Regions from separate parts of the Mus musculus genome. Here region 2 is linked to region 1. The links are chromatin contacts, called in public Hi-C maps. All regions are on one chromosome and are shown on one strand. Each heading gives the region's core, a stretch centred on a gene start, on an enhancer-like site or on the middle of the called end of the contact. The rest is flanking DNA. Distances are from core to core; before and after follow the strand shown.

What was found. Hi-C and Micro-C count contacts between places; a contact is called where the count stands out from the background.
Region 2: a contact with region 1 is called in a Hi-C map of muscle stem cells, with 2.6 times the contacts expected there. The contact joins two enhancer-like sites. A contact is called at or near these places in 1 of 15 datasets of contacts at CTCF or cohesin (stem cell-derived epiblast-like cells), 33 of 484 Hi-C or Micro-C datasets (the 3T3-L1 cell line, Sertoli cells, adipose-derived mesenchymal stem cells and 18 more) and 2 of 115 datasets of contacts at active chromatin or transcription factors (fibro-adipogenic progenitors and heart atrium).

Annotation. Positions count from the first base shown.
Region 1 is chr7:40,062,963-40,066,926 of GRCm38.p6, reverse strand. No RefSeq gene overlaps it. Among named protein-coding and RNA genes, the nearest start is that of Gm34052, 200 kb to the right of the region's middle. Within about 2 kb of position 2,091, at least 23 of the 459 cell types and tissues checked have an H3K27ac peak or open chromatin away from gene starts, as enhancers often do. A contact at or near this core is called in adipose-derived mesenchymal stem cells and muscle stem cells, where this site is marked.
Region 2 is chr7:40,274,406-40,278,369 of GRCm38.p6, reverse strand. No RefSeq gene overlaps it. Among named protein-coding and RNA genes, the nearest start is that of Gm38996, 19 kb to the left of the region's middle. Within about 2 kb of position 2,064, at least 14 of the 459 cell types and tissues checked have an H3K27ac peak or open chromatin away from gene starts, as enhancers often do. A contact at or near this core is called in adipose-derived mesenchymal stem cells and muscle stem cells, where this site is marked.

The DNA.
Region 1 (3,964 bases), core at 842-3,341:
TCTGATGTCTCGTATCATTTGGTGGTATTCTTAAGGAAATTTTAACATAATTTAAAATGTTTTTTATTTATATTTTCTTTTTTATTATCGATTTTTATTAATTATGAGAATTTTATACAGTGTATTTAGATCATATTCACACTCCAAGCAATAGTTCTTAGAGCAGTATCCCAGACTTTTCCCAGATCTATTCTCAGCTCCTCGACCACTCAACTGCTCTCTGTCTCTGCCTGTCTCTGTCTCTCTGTCTCTTTCTCTCCATCCTCCCTTCCCTCCATATTTAAAAGCCCATCAGCATCAATTTGTGCTACCCATATGCTCCTGGGTGTGAGTCCATCCACTGTTCTATGCTAAGTTTTCTTTATTTTTAAATTTCCGTGATTATTATGTTTTTGAGACCCCGTCTAACTTTGTAGTCCCGGCTTGCCTGGAACTCACTATGTAGCTCAAGCAGGCCTTTAACTGGTGGCCAGCTTTATGGCTTTATGACCCAGGATTATGGCGTTTTCCTTATGTTCAAACATTTTCAAATATTTGTAAATATTTTCTAGTTCTACTTTTGTCTTTTCTTCCTTGTTTACTAAACATAAGTAGTTTAGCCTTTAATTACTCAAGTATAGATACCTTTTAATTACTAATTTCTGATTTAACTTCACTGTGAAATGTAGGTGTGTATAGCTTTAAAGCTTTTCAGTGCCGTCTACTCCCCCAGTAGTGGACAAGTTTCCTTTCTCAGAGCATCAATGATAGCTAAGATTGTTGGACATATTAAAAAGCATTTCTTGGCTATTTGTGTTTCTTCTTTTGAGAGCTGTCTGTCCGTTTCACTAACCCACTTATTGGCTGCCAGCTCTGCGGTTTTGTTGCTCAGTTAAATGGCAGACATCAATCGTAGACTTTCTTAGCTGAGTATCTCACCAGACCATGAAATTAATAAAGAAAATAAAAACTTGAAAAAATAATAAAGTAAAATAAAAACGGGACAAACTATGAGCTAGCAAGCAAAGCCCCTTGGTCTTAGAATGGTCTGAAGTTATCTTGGCACCTTACACTATGAGAGGCTAACGTCCTGAAGAGCTTAAATGCTTTTCTGTAAAGTCAGTCTCAGTCTACTACTGAGACGCTGAATCTCACAGAACTGCCTCCAGTTCCACAACAGACTTTGACGCAGTTTTTCCTGGGACTTGGAGAGGGCTTATCTGCAGCCCATTAGCTGTAATGTGTGCTTCCCCTGCCAAGTGATGGTCTAATTTATCCTCACGACCCAGTATCTGATGGATATCACATTTGTGGAGAAAGAAACACAAATCTGTTTCCTACTTAAAACATGGGATTTTTTTTTTGTAACGACCAATAAAATATTTAGTTTTTATCTGTACGGGAAAATAGCTACTGCTAATTGGAAAAGGGCTAGTGACTTAGTTAATTCAAAATGACTTAAGCATATCTAGACAGTTTCTTTAGAGAGGCACATTTGCTTAGTGTCACAGGCTCCTGTTCTAAAAACATCAATATTTCATTTACTAGAATCATTAAAACCAGTGTACTGATCACATCTCTGAGGCAGCCAGGCAGAGAGATAAGCATCTAGAACTTCCCTGAATAGACACCACCCACCATACTCGCCCTGGAAACGGAGTGTAGTGAATTATTTTCTCAAATCAAATATACTTTTGTCAGGAGTCATAGTTGGGGGAAAGAGAAGATTCTAGACTCAAGCTTATTGGTTGAAAGCTGAACATGATCTACCCCACTTTAGCATGAGCTAAGAATTATATTTTGAGTGTGTCTGTCAGATGTTTCTGAGGCATCATCTATTAAAACAATAATAATGATTATTATAATATCGTCTCCTCATCTTCCTCCTCCTCCTCTTCTTCTTCCTCCCCCTCCTCCTCCTCCTTCTCTTCCTCTTTCCAAGCAATACTAAAACATGGTTCTGAAAGCCCTGATTTTCAAATACATAAAAGTGGAAGAGCAGAAATGGTGAAGAATTTGGCACACTCGGAAATTAAACAACCATGCCCTCAGGCCTCAGCCAAATTCCAGAGCTCTGACCCATCTGCAGCTTTGTCTCTTCTGTCATCTGATGTCTGCATGTCCTGTGTGTCACTCCTGCTGTGCATTCCTCCTACATGAGCATATCCCTTGCCACTTGGATCTGAACAGATGACTACACGGTTTTTGTCCCATGTCCTTCATTCTGTTACTATCTGGGATGTTTGACCCATTTCCTGATATCCTGTTTATATCCTGTTTGTGCCAGGGAAATATGTCTATATATCTGGTCTCCTCCTGTTGGTTCCTTATGATTAGAGAACACATAATCACTGTGGAGTACATGAAACCATTTTTATAATAGAGCACATACTCTTTTACAAATGTATTATTACATTTATTTATTTATTTATTTATTTATTTATTTGGGGAGGGGGTTTACACGTGTGCCAAGCATGTTTAGGCAATTCAGAGGAAACCTTTTGGGAGATATTGCTCTCCTCCCACCAGGTGGGTACCAGGGATTAAACTCAGAGTGTTAGGTTTGGCTACTTTTAACTACAGAGCCATGTTGGTTATATCACAAGCTCTTTCACTCACATGCACATTTTTATTATACTTCTGATTACTTATATAATGACTTTACCATGAAAAAGACACTTCCTTAAATATTAAGTAGGAAATGTGTTTAAGTTCTAATAAAACTTGGTTCTGAGTATCAAAATAAAATTCATACTCACAATTATATCCAACTTTTCTTTCTATACTGGGCATCAAAACCAAGTCATACAGTTTATTAAGCAAGTAGTCTATACCAGCATTTCTATTTTTTGTTCATTTGTTGTTAGTTTTGATCTGCTTTTGTTTGCCTTGTGTCTGAGACAAAGTCTTGATCTGTAGCTCAGACTGGCCTGCCTGGGTTGATTGATATCTACTACTTCAGACTCTTATGTACTTCCCACCATCTGTCTAATGATATTCCAAAATGTTATCTGTTGATGTTGCTGATTTTTAATAGATATAAAATCCTGTTTCGATGCTTTATTACCAATCTCACGGTGCAAGTTTTTCTAACACACACACACATGTGCGTGTGTGCATGTAAACCCTCTAAAACAGTGGTTCTCAGTCTGTGGGCCATGACCCTTCTTGGAAGTCAAGTGACCTTTTCACAGGGGTCACATATTAGATGTCTTGCATATCAGATATTTATATTACAATTCATAACAATAGCAAAATTACAATTTTGAAGTAGCAATGAAAATAATTTTGTGGTTTGGAGGTAGCACAACTTGAGGTATTAATGGGTCTCGGCATTAGAAAGGTTGAGAGCCACTACCCTCAAAGAATGTAAGTACAGTGGATGAAATTTTAGTCATTTGAATGATCTTGAATGTTTCTGGCTTTATTGCATCAGTAGTTTTTATCTAATGATTAAGTACCAATGTACCCTCAGGAAGAGTTGCTGAAATTAGTCAAGCATACATATCAAATTTTACATAATGTATTCTCATAAACTTCTAAACTTTTAAGGAATATAAGCAGTGATGGCATGCGTGAGCATCTGCCACCTCCTGCTGCCCTTCCTGAAGCAGGCAGTGCCTCTGCAGTCTTTAGAAATTTGCCTGCCCAATTATCTGTAGGCACACACTTTATGGTCTTATTTTTCCCTAAATATCACAGTAAACCAAGAGATTTGTTTCTTTTTTTAGTCAACTAAAGATTTCATTTTTTAAAATGAGTTTTTCATTATTTTAATAAAAGATTTTTCTTTTTCAGATAAGGATATAATGCAGTATTATATATACTAGGGAAGTGCTTTGCTCCTGAGCTAAGTCCCTAGTTCCTGGTTTTGTAGGAACGACATTATGTAGCAAAGGCTGGCCTCAAACTCAAAATCTTTCTGCCTCAACCTCCCAAGAGATGAAGGGATTAGAAGTGTGTCACAAATCCTACATTAAAATGC
Region 2 (3,964 bases), core at 815-3,314, 210 kb before region 1:
TGCTCATGTGAATTAGCATCGTAGAAACCTACATTTAAATGAAACTTACTGAACAGGAATAGACCAGAATTCTCCCTCAGCATACCTGTACTCCTGCATATTGAATTATGAATTTGAGCAATGCAGATTGAACAACTTAACTTTTATTTCTTTTTTTTTGCAACACTGTTACATTTAAATGCTTCGGGAATCAATGGAATATTTGGATGAATGTAACTACTGGTCTTAGCCAGTGTACACAGGATGAGCAAGACCCAGTGTAAAGAGTGTTTGTTTATTTATTTACTTGATTACTTACTTATGATTTGCTTATTTATTTATAAGTTGAAAATAATCTTACTGTGATTCCCAGGGAGGCCCCTAACTTATGATCATTCTGCTTCATTTCCAGAATGCTGGAATTCTAGATCACAGATGTGCATCACCGGGCTTAGTTTCTTTCTTTCCTTCCTTCCTTCCTTCTTTCTCCCTCACTTCTTTCTTTCTTTCTTTCTTTCTTTCTTTCTTTCTTTCTTTCTTTCTTTCTTTCTTTCTTTCTTTCTTTCTTTCCTTCCTTCCTTCCTTCCTTCCTTTCTTCCTTCCTTTCTCCTTCCATCCTTCCTTCCCTCTTATTTCCTTCCCTTTTAATGCCATGAGTCTTCAGCGAGTAGCAGTTTATGGCTACATCTCTATAATGATGTTTTTGGCTGTAGTCCATCTTATTTGCTCATTGTTATGCTTACTTTGGTTGTTTTGGACCCTCAGAAATTAATGTTCCCTCATGGTAGGTCAAAATTCCATGTTCAGATTATTTAAAGATGAGATATGTTAGATTGCAGTTTTAAATTTCATGTGGATGGATGTTTTGCCTACATAAATATCTGTAAATCACATGCATCCAGTACAATGGAGGTCAGAAAAACGTGTCCGATTCTCTGGGATGGGAGTTGCAGGTTGTGAGCATCCAATGTTGTTAACTACTGAGCCCTCTCTCCAAGATGGTAGATTTTAATCCAGGAAGTCTGAATCTTTTAAAAGTCACATGTGCCCATTAGGATAGATGTCAAAGCCATTGATTAAATTTGGAATAAAAAATATATCAAAGGTAGCCTTCCTGTTGGCTTTTATGGAAAAGTCTTGGATAAATGTATTCTGTGAGTTATGTGTGATACCACAGATCTGCACTCATTTTATTTAAGAGGTAGAGGTCTGAGAATTTTTAGTTCAGGTTCAGCCTGGACTACTTTATGAAATCATATTAACAACAACAACAACAGAAACAAACCAAACCAACTAAACAAACAAGCTCCCTTCCCCAAGGCTTCTGTGGAATTGACTGTCCAGAGGCATACTGGTTTTTTTTAGATGAATATAAAACTCTTCATGTTGGGTCTGTTTTCTGCTCATCCTTGAGCCCATGGTCCCTCTACAGGAGAGATGTTCTGGGCCAGTGTTCCAGTCTCTACCTCTCATTTAGCCAATATTCCATTCTTGCATTTCTTTAAGAGATCAAGAAGGGAAGGGTGGGAGTAAGGGGGAAAGGGAGGGAGGGAAGGAAAGAAGAAATGTAAAGAAGAGAATCTGAATGAATGAATTGGCTCACCAAGTAGAAGGAGTGTGTGTTGGGTGCGATGTGAGACCAGTACATAATCAGCACACACACACACACACACACACACACACACACACACACACACACCTCTTCCATGGGAAGCATCTAAGTATCACTTTAGCTTGGCGAAGAGACCCCAGGAATACAGAAACAGCCTAGAAGCCTAGAACGTAAGGAGCAAAGCCTCACTCAGGTCCTTTACATTGCATCTCCTGCCTTGCAGGAAGAGTCCAACACCTGTTTAATATTATGTAAGGGTGGCTGTCAGGGAGAGATGCTGAGAGCTGCCAGAGTGGCTCCCTCATGGGAGAGAAAACAAAAACCTGAACCTTAGCAATAGAGCTGTCCACTGATGAAATTCTCTCTTGCTGCCATGACCAAATATTTAGTCACAGGGGAAAGGCTGATCAGACACACTCCAGCAAGGTCACGAGGTTCTTGGACAACAAATACTGAGGCAGACTTGTGGCATCTGCTCCCTCGTCCCCCAGAGCCCTTACAGACTATGAGAATGGCCAGCTCGATAGCTTTCGTGCCAATCTGTAACCACAAGACACAGGCCTCTGCTTTTATGTTGCTGGATTCCAGCCTGGCCCTGAAGTCTGTGCCTGCACAGACAACATTCACTCATTCAGACACAAATGAGATCAATTCTTATCCGACTCACAGGTCAATAGGATTTGGGGGAAGTTACTGAGTCCTAGAGATTACATTATTTTAAAGACTGCAGAGTTAAATAGGACAAAGTAAAAAATACTGGGATTATTTGGCTGTAATGTAGATGTCCCCCCTGGGGGAGAAGCCCCCTCCCCACTGCCAAGCCGTTGGGCCGGCTTGCTCCCAGTTCTCTACCAGCTGTCCACTTCCAGACAGCTTGTTCAGGCCTGCAGCCTAAACATGTAAGTCGATACAGGCCCTGGTGCTTCATGAAAGGAATGGAGGGAGGGGGGCTATATGTCCTCGGGAGAGTGGCCCCTTCCTGGTGAGCAAATGTGCTTGGAAAGTTAAGAGCAGCCACACACAGCCAGCCCCACTTCAATGCTCTGAACCTGGAGCCAGTTCCTGCCAGATGACCATGTGGATTCCTGCTCCTTTGGCCTACAGGTATTACTGCTGCTAAGAACTTCCGGGTTCTACCCTCTCATCTGTCCGTTCCCCAGAACTGGGATTCTCCAAGCTTGTCTATGCCTCCATGGGTGTCCAACGTACTTGAAAGCATGGCTAGGAACTATAGCATCTCTGTCACAACTGTTGAGTGGGGCTGACGTCTTCATGGTAAAAAGTAGGTACACAGGAAAGGTGCTAGGTACTGCTGTCCCCTCTCCCCCAAGTACAGTTTCACATGGAAGAGAAAACATTCCCATTAAAAGTCATCTTCGAGGGAGCAGCTACTTTGAAGTGAAGCTGCTGACATTTCAGAGCAATTAATAACTGTATTTCCCCAGAGAACAGCTGCGGCCGGAGGGGGTGCGAGCGCGAGTGTTCCCCCTTTGTTCTTCCTCTGCGTGGGCACTGGACCAGAACCCTCTGGGCAGCTTCTCTACCCAGCGTATCCCACTGATCTATTAAGCTGAACATTAATCATTAGCAGAGCTCATCTTTCTTCCTCAAATTTAATTTCATTAGTTACACTTTCCCCATTAGATCCCTCCTGGATGCGTTTGCTTAGATGGCTACTGAGCATCAGTCCTGTGCCTAAGCTAGCACGTCTCCGCTGGAACCTTATCCCAAATAGCACGGACTTTCCAAGATGACCAGATGCACCTTGTAAAGATATATATTTATTTTGTTTATATGGATGAGTATTTTGTCTGTCTGTATGTATCTGTACCATGTGTGTGCATTACCCATTGAGGCAAAATGAGGTCCAAACTGGCATTACAGAAGGTCGTAAATGCTATGTGGGTTCTAAGGATTGAGGCTGGGTCCTCTGAAAGAGAAAGGAGCGCTCTTAACCACTTGCCAGCCTCTCTCCCTCTCCCTCCCTCCCCTCCCTTCCTCCCTTTCATTTTCTCCATTCCTTTCCTCCTTTGTTTTGTTGTTTTTCCAACCGTGCAGATGCATTTTGACACAGTTAGATTGCAAGTCTTCTCTCATGGACTTGTAGGAACTCAAAGCCATGTCATGGCAATGTACACAAGACTGACTCTAGGTTCCACATGTTGGTATCTAGTCATGGGCACAGGCAGAAAAGTCGTAAGGCCGGTAGGATGGAAGTGTGCTCAACAGTACAGCCTCACTCAGATCTATTCTTCCTTGCCCTCAGCTGTACATTTGATCTAGGAATAAAGCAGGAGGTCCCTGGCCGGCTCTTGCTGACTTGTTCTCTCTCTCTCCAGTCATGTTCTTGCTCCTCAAAGAGACTGCAGCTTT